Regions from separate parts of the Gossypium hirsutum genome. Here region 2 is linked to region 1. A link is a contact called in public Hi-C data. All regions are on one chromosome and are shown on one strand. Each heading gives the region's core, a stretch centred on a gene start, on an enhancer-like site or on the middle of the called end of the contact. The rest is flanking DNA. Distances are from core to core; before and after follow the strand shown.

Region 1 (4,152 bases), core at 326-2,825:
AACTGTTGCTCAGTCTACTGCTGAAGCCGAATACATAGCAGCAGCTGCAGTAGTGAATCAAGCCATTTGGCTTAGGAAGTTGCTATGTGATTTGAATGAAGAACAGCTTGAGCCTACTGAAATTATGGTGGATAACCAGTCAGCAGTTGCCATCTCCAAAAATCCTGTTTTTCATGGCAAAACCAAACATTTTAAGCTCAAGTTTTACTTTGTTCGAGAAATTGTTCAATCCAAAGAAGTGTGTCTTATACATTGCAGCTCACAAGATCAATTGGCTGACATTTTGACAAAGCCTCTTGGCACAATCAGGTTTGAATTCTTACGAGATTCGATTGGTGTTTGTTGCCTACAGTCCAAGGAGGAGTGTTGAGCATTGGCCTGCAATGCAACAAACTTCCAGCGGCAGCAGACCAGCTTTAGAATCGAATAGGAGCTGCTTGTTTCATTTTGTTTATTTTGATTTTTTTTTTGTAAAGCAATCAAGTTGACATGTAACTTGATTTCTAGAGTTAGTAAGATATGAAAATGATGGATGTAATAGCTGATTTATTTTCAGCTTTTGACTTGTATTATTTTAGTTGGCAACTTGCCAAATTTGGTGGGAGTAGTTACGTTTAGGTAACTGACTTGCTTTTGTATCTCCTTTATATTTTGAAATGGAAATGGAATGAAAGCTGATGGGGAACTTTTCTCATTCGGTTACTTGCTGCTTCTCTTTGGATTTTCATTTTGTTCTTTTGTTTTGTTTTACTTCCTGTTTTTCATGAGCTTATGCTCTTTGTTGTTCATTGTTGCTGCTGCCATTGTTCCAACAGACCTCTGCAGTGGCTTACAGAACGCCTTTTCCCATCCCCAGCAATCAACTTTAGGTGATTTAGATATATTATATAGATTTGGTCAGTAGAATTTTAAGGAATTAGCATGTTGATAGGGATTGTGAACTTGTTCAGGGCTTCAAAGAGGCTCTTCTATGGTGTGTGTGTGTGTGTGTGTGTGTTTTATTTTTTTGCCTTAGCAATATGTTAATTTGTTGCACACTATGGGCTTGAAATGATCTATTTGAAAATATTGGAATAAAATAGAATGGTTGTTTCATTGTATGAAACTTTTAGCTAAACTTTAACGAACTAAAATTTCAATGCATATATGGTTTCCCTGCAATAATACTTAAAAACTTCAACCCACTCATTATCTACTCCCTTCTCTGTGATGAATGAAGGGAAACCCTTCTCTGCTGGTCGACGCAAGCTGCCTGATACTTTTATCTTGTTTTTTTTTAAAATAAAAAAAGCCCGATATCTCCTACATCTCGAATGGTGGGCTGTTTGGTTCCCGATCGCCTTGTGGGTCCTCTCCATGTTTTTCTTCTTTCCAGTCTGGTAATTCCTCGGGACTTTTGTTTTCTCATGGTTCATCAAGGCCCTTGCTGCGCATATAGAAAGGCGTCGTCGCTTTGGTTTCTGTTTGATTGGTTGTTGATGGGTTTTAGACTCCCAGAATGACTGATGCCGCTCCTGGTGGCTATGGCTCCTCTTCTTTCCGTGGTTTTAGCTGGCTCTAAGATACCGTTGTTTTTTTCAGGCCTTTATCCCCAAATGTCCTGGTCGCACCCTCTCTAGATCACGGCGACGGTTGGGTGGGTTAGAAGCGAGTTTTTATTTTTTGGGCTTGATTTGAGCCTAGCTCTTTTGTTGTATTTTTTTCTGGGCTCATTTTTAGCCTTTAGTTTTTCGAGTCAAAAAGTAGCTTTTCAAATAAAACTAATTTTTCAAATTGGCTTGAAAACTCAACCCAAAAAAATTAAAAATTTTAGCTTTTGGTTTTTTAAAAGTGAATTTAGTAGAAAAATTGTAAAATTTCCCTTCATTTATCTTAACTAAAAAAGATAAATATGATTTACATAAATTTATCCTTCATTTACAATTGATTTATATATTCAAACCTATAAGAACTTTTTACTATTTTTGTTCACCCTTTTCATGCTATATAATTACAATACGTGAACTTAGTATTAGAATTGTAAATTTTGATATAAAACTTGATAAATAGAGATCTGTCGTGTCAGATCATCAAAAATAAAAATTAGATGCGAAAGAGTATATGAATCCATCAATATCTTGAAATTTTAAAATATTGTGGCTTTGATCTTCCAAATTAATGCAAAAGTATTTTAGATAAAGTAAATCTCTCTTTTTATAAAGATGGGGCGTTAAAAAAGTTATGTATATGTACTTTGGGAATCATAATCCTAATATATAACTTTTGCACATTAATCTGAAGTCTAACCAACAGTTGATCAGTTAATTCAATAAGAAATAGGGGTTAGCGCTCGATTTCGTTGGTCCCATCCAATTCAAGTGCATGCAATTGGATTGTTTCCTTATTCAATGAAGGAATTTTTAAGTTCAACCAACCTATTTTCAAAATAGGAAGTGGATAAATAAAAATTTTGGAAGAGTGTTTCATTTGTCCATTATTATAGGCAACACCATCCATATTATCTATGGAATTTGAACCGGAATTCTATTTATGATTCCTTATTTCTATCTCTTTAGCCTTGTTTCAATTTCATTTCGTATTTTATTTTAGCATATCGATTTTTTTTTTTACTTTACGTCCAACCCCTTCCCCCTTTTTCTATCTATATTCCCTTTTTTTTTTTCATTTCAAGGCCGAATTACGTCTGTTTTCACATCTAGGATTTACATATACAACATATATTACTGTCAAGGGTGAATTTCTTATTTCTTATTATTGAGCTTATAATATATAATATATAATTTATATTATCATTAGTTAGAAATTAGTCAGAGTTTGTTGGTTAAAGTTTGTTCAATAAATCCCTGGGATATTTTAGTCGTTCAAGTTTATTTGGTTGTTAGCGGTGACTTATTTATTTCTATTTTTTTTAGTTGCTATGTAAGGCTATATAATAGCCCAGTATTTTCAGTTTTACTCAATGTAAAAAATCATTCTCCTCCATTTCTTTTCAACTAGCAGTTCCGAAGTTTGATAGGCATTATGATCATTGGGCGATGCTTATGGAGAATTTTTTACGTTCCAATGAATATTGGGGATTGGTGGAGAATGGCATTCCTGTTGCTGCGGAAGATGCAATTGACGCACAGAAAAGGAGCATTGAAGATAAAAAACTAAAAGATTTGAAAGCCAAGAACTATTTGTTTTAGGCTTTGGATCGTACAATTCTGGAGACGATTCTTAAAAATGATACAACAAAGAGCATATGGGATTCCACGAAGCAAAAATATCAAGGCACAACACGAGTCAAACGTGCACACCTGCAAGCTCTTCACAGAGAATTTGAAATTCTTCGTATGAAAGTAGGGGAATCTGTTAATGAGTTTTTTGCTCGAACTCTCATCATAGTCAATAAGATGAAGGCTAACGGTGAGGTTATGGAGGATGGTACTATTGTTCAAAAGATTTTGAGATCCATGACTAGCAAGTTTAATTACGTTGTTTGTAGTATTGAGGAGTCTCGGGATACAAGTATACTAACCATTCATGAATTGCAAAGCAGCTTGCTTATGCATGAACAACATATGGGATCTCATGATGAAAAAGAAAATGCTTTGAAGATCACTCATGGAGATCGTTCTGGTGGCTGGGCTAGAGGTCGTGATGGCTAAAGGAAGAGGATGAGGCAAGTAGAGTTTCGATAAAGCCATGGTAGAATGTTACAGATGTCACAAGCTGGGACATTTTCAATGGAATGTTCCAGTAAAGAAGTGAATTATGCAGAGATTCAAGATGAGATGTTATTGATGGCTTTTGTGAATATAGAAATCACTAACAGAGAAGATACTTGGTTTCTTGATTCAGGATTTAGCAATCATATGTGTAGAAAGAAAGAGTTCTTAGCTTTGATGAAAATTTTAAAGTTACGGTGAAGCTTGGAAACAACTCAAGCATGGCTGTAAATCAAAAGGGGTAATGTAATGCTGCAAGTGGATGGAATGGTGCAGGTAATCACAGGGGTGTTCTATGTGCTAGAACTAAAGAATAATTTATTGAGCATCGGAAAGTTAGAGGAAAAAAGGCTAGCCATTCTGTTTCAACATGACAGATGCAAAGTGTGTCATTTAGAAAAAGGTTTAATCATGGATACGAAGATGTCTGGGAACCGGATGT
Region 2 (4,011 bases), core at 1,351-3,850, 210 kb before region 1:
TTGAACGTTTCAAGCTGTTTCCTAAATTAGTATAGGTTCTTAAAACAGATTCCTCCAACATAATTATTAACTTTGTGTTTACAAAAAGGTTGGTGAGAGTATTTATGCTCCATAATTTTTGTTTGATATTTCTCCTGATGTCTTTCTCAGCCTTTAGATAGCTGCTGGCTTTTTATAGTTACAACTTAAATTTCTAATGGTCCACATGGTCCCCTACTAATCTCTTCAACTTCGTTATACCATGATTAATGACTCGTGAAACTGAGATTGTCAACTACAACATGCAATTTAATTTTCACATTTTCAGGCCATTTTTACTCCAACCCTATCCTTGTGATGTTCAATATGTAGTTGTAGCCATAGATATTGAAACTAATGACTCTAATCATCGATTTAACTCTGTTTTTGTTATAAAACAAACTACCCCATATACATGACGCTAGCTAGTTTTAATTATGCATGGTCTAGCTCTTAAGTTGATGTTTTGTGTGTGTGCAGGAAGGATACATGGTGCCAAGAACCAAATGCGAGCCATTACCAAAAACCAAGCTTCTAAGCTCTGTTATATTTCATGAAGGACGGCTGGTCCAAAGACCAACCCCATTGGCTGCCCTCTTGACCTTCCTATGGCTTCCTATTGGCTTCATCCTCTCCCTACTAAGGGTCTATCTCAACATCCCTTTGCCTGAGAGAATTGCTCGGTACAATTACATGATCCTAGGAATCAAATTGATTGTTAAGGGTACCCCTCCACCTGCACCTAAGAAAGGCCAAAGTGGAGTCCTCTTTGTTTGCAACCATAGAACAGTTTTAGACCCAGTTGTTACAGCCGTTGCCCTAGGCCGAAAAATTAGTTGTGTTACTTATAGTATTAGCAAATTCACTGAAATTATTTCCCCGATTAAAGCTGTTGCTTTATCAAGGGAAAGAGAGAAAGATGCAGCTAACATCAAGCGCCTTCTCGAAGAAGGTGACTTGGTCATATGCCCCGAAGGGACTACCTGCCGAGAACCGTTTCTGCTGAGATTCAGCGCATTGTTTGCTGAACTCACTGACAGAATCGTGCCGGTGGCGATCAATGCAAGACAAACAGTTTTTCACGGAACAACGGTTAGGGGATACAAATTGTTGGATCCTTACTTCGTTTTCATGAATCCAATGCCAACTTATGAGATCACCTTCTTGAACCAGCTGCCTGCAGAGCTCACTTGCAATGGTGGAAAGCCAGCCATTGAGGTTTCAAACTACATACAAAGGGTGCTGGCTGGAACATTGGGGTTCGAATGCACTAACTTGACAAGGAAGGACAAGTATGTTATGCTTGCAGGAACAGATGGTCGTGTTCCATCAAAGAAGGAAAAAGAACAAGAAAAGCAAAAGGCTAAGGGGATAAATAAAAAGGAGGATCAGTATCCAGAGCTAAATTAATTTATATTGTTTTGTCTATTGTTTTCCATTATGTTAAAAACTGTCTTGACAAATAAAAAAGGATTGTGATGCTAATTATAAATAGAATAGCAATGTATAATTTGCTTCTGTTTTGATACATACAAATGTTGAATGTGTCAAGCCAAATGCCTAACAGTATGACACCGGTATATGCGACCCTATCTGCATTCTCATTCTTTCAGGATTTGGGATATCACCATTGTTTCAAAAGAAAGGAAATTGAATGATGATCATTAAGTTAAAGATGAACAGTCATTAATAACTTCTTTAAAATTAGCTCAGTGTCGGTGATTTTTGTGGAAATCTTCCCATTTATTCTTAATATATGCCATTGAGTTTAACAAATCAGCAATATGACCAAGGCTACAACCAACAAGCAATCTGGATTTGGTTAACTTCAAAGCAGTAAAGAACATAAGCAATTCACGAAACAATAAATCCACCATAATTGTATCTAATAAAGTATTAGAAAAATCAGTGGACTGGTTAGGATTTGAGTGGTCCATATTGGTAAAGGTGACCATTGACCAATGACCGATCCCCATCTTTCTTCCCTGAAACAGCTGGATTTCTTACATCCCAGCCTCACAATTCAACTTATACTCCTGGCTGTGGAAGAAAGAGCATTGAAGTTGATACAACACTCTGTAGTTGCTTCAAATGCGGCATTATGTTAAACACCCTGTCGGGTGTCAGACAGCCCCACAATTGCAGCACCTCTTAAATTTTGTCTGTTTAATGTAAGGGCCGAGCATTTATTATATTGTTATCTTAGTAAAACTCTGATATTTTCTTACTGATCAGTATATTGTTGAGTCTTAGAATATCCTTTTTGACATGTGTATGGATATGATCCTCCTTATATTCTATTAAAAACATTTGATACGCAAAAAGGGTTGCTTTAAACTGCCAAGTTCCATAACTTGGTCGTAAAGAAAGAAAATTGGAGGTTGCAATGTATACAACTCGTGGAATCCAATCCAACTACTTCACCATTAGGCTATGGACAAGTTGGGATCCTTGTGGGAAAGCTTATGGGCCAGTTTGTCAACATGAGACACCTAAACGTGATATGGATTCAGATTCCATTCATCCAATAAAATATAAAAAGAGACCATGGCAAAGACAGCACCCCCAACAAAGGAAAAAACGGTCCATTTGATAGAACTTTTCGTGGGTTATTATAGCCCAATGGGCAAGCCTCGTTTAAGGAGGCCAATATTTGAACTGGGTACATTTTTCACGATAAATTCATCATGTTGATTGATGTTATCTTTAAACAACTTTTAGCTTCCATATATTATATATGCTGACTATTGTTGTTGGTTGTTATCCTCGTTAATGCATGGTATAGCTCTTACCTGCTTCGATGCGTATAATTCCTATGTTATATGGCAGATGATGCCATACCTCATTGATGTGTGGAAGCTTAATTTCACGTATGTTGCTGCAATCGTCAATGTTTGGCAGGGTTTGATGTCCACGTTGCCAATTTGAATGTTATATATTTCTGGTACTGTGCAGGCAAGTTTTGGAAGATCTTGCTGTCTGGTTTGGCCTGTAGTACATTAAGATATTACTTAACATAAATGTTTAAATTTATATTTGGACATTTTTTTATATAGTAATACAACAAGTGAGGGATACAGAGCAGAGTAGAGTGATTGTTGTGAGTGCCGGTTCACCCTATCCAACGGAGAGCTGGAGGTTATGAAAAGTGATGATGGAGAGAACTTGAAGGTTTAGGGCTAAAAGGGTGTTGGCAGGATGTAACTTAGTACTCTTGAAGGATTTATCCCTCTTCATCATTTTTGGAGGTATTTATACGCAAGGATCTTATGTGATATGGTGCTAACGTGTTAGACTTCCCATCTAGCCATCATTACGGAGTGTGTGGGAGTGATGTCTTCGATGGGACGAGGATATCTATGATAGGATAGACCATGTCATTCATTCTAACTCTGATGGGATAAAGCAGTTGAACCCACTTGATGTTTGATAACCAACGATTTCATGTTTCTAATGAAGATTAGGCCATCCATTGCCCGAGTAGTCATCTTGGGAGGGTTGTTGGATTTGGTGCCTTGAGTGTAGTATATCCGTTTGTAAACTTGTAATTTTTTTGAACAAATTGGTTAATAAAACAAATCCATTGATTACATTAATATACTTTGTATAATTGTACTTAAACGTTTTTTGCATGCAAAGCAAAATGGAAGCAAATTTTGTTCGTTGGTTGTCTAATTGTTTAACTAATAGTAAGTGGTATTACGTGGTCAGATCGTAGTACGAAAAGACAACTTGTATTATTAGACAAACCTAAACATGTCATTACTCTAATCGGAAATGAGTAAATTGATTAAAAGACTAAATGTCGTCTATCAAGTCCAGTTAAGAAGATGCATTGTCTTAGGGGAGCGGATGACTCCTAGAAGATAGACACATAGATGTGACTGACTAGACTGACAGTACATCGGATAAGACCCAAGCAAGATAGATCTTGAGCCGTTTATGAATTTATTCACTTGTGACATTCATAGTGTGACATACCTAAATTCTGAG

What was found. A called contact is a pair of places that touch in the nucleus more often than the background predicts.
Region 2: a Hi-C map of leaf shows a contact between it and region 1, with 2.1 times the contacts expected there. The contact joins two enhancer-like sites. A contact is called at or near these places in 2 of 34 Hi-C or Micro-C datasets (leaf and petal).

Annotation. Positions count from the first base shown.
Region 1 is chrD04:47,549,569-47,553,720 of Gossypium_hirsutum_v2.1, reverse strand. LOC107899046 (sulfoquinovosyl transferase SQD2) reads left to right here. Exons shown (of 12, transcript XR_005911865.1): 12 at 490-702. Among protein-coding and RNA genes, the nearest start is that of LOC107899046, 11 kb to the left of the region's middle. Within about 2 kb of position 1,575, at least 9 of the 9 cell types and tissues checked have an H3K27ac peak or open chromatin away from gene starts, as enhancers often do. A contact at or near this core is called in leaf, where this site is marked.
Region 2 is chrD04:47,757,345-47,761,355 of Gossypium_hirsutum_v2.1, reverse strand. LOC107899048 (glycerol-3-phosphate 2-O-acyltransferase 6) reads left to right here. Exons shown (of 2, transcript XM_041090733.1): 2 at 499-1,546. The coding sequence ends at 1,428. Among protein-coding and RNA genes, the nearest start is that of LOC107899048, 2.9 kb to the left of the region's middle. Within about 2 kb of position 2,600, at least 3 of the 9 cell types and tissues checked have an H3K27ac peak or open chromatin away from gene starts, as enhancers often do. A contact at or near this core is called in leaf, where this site is marked.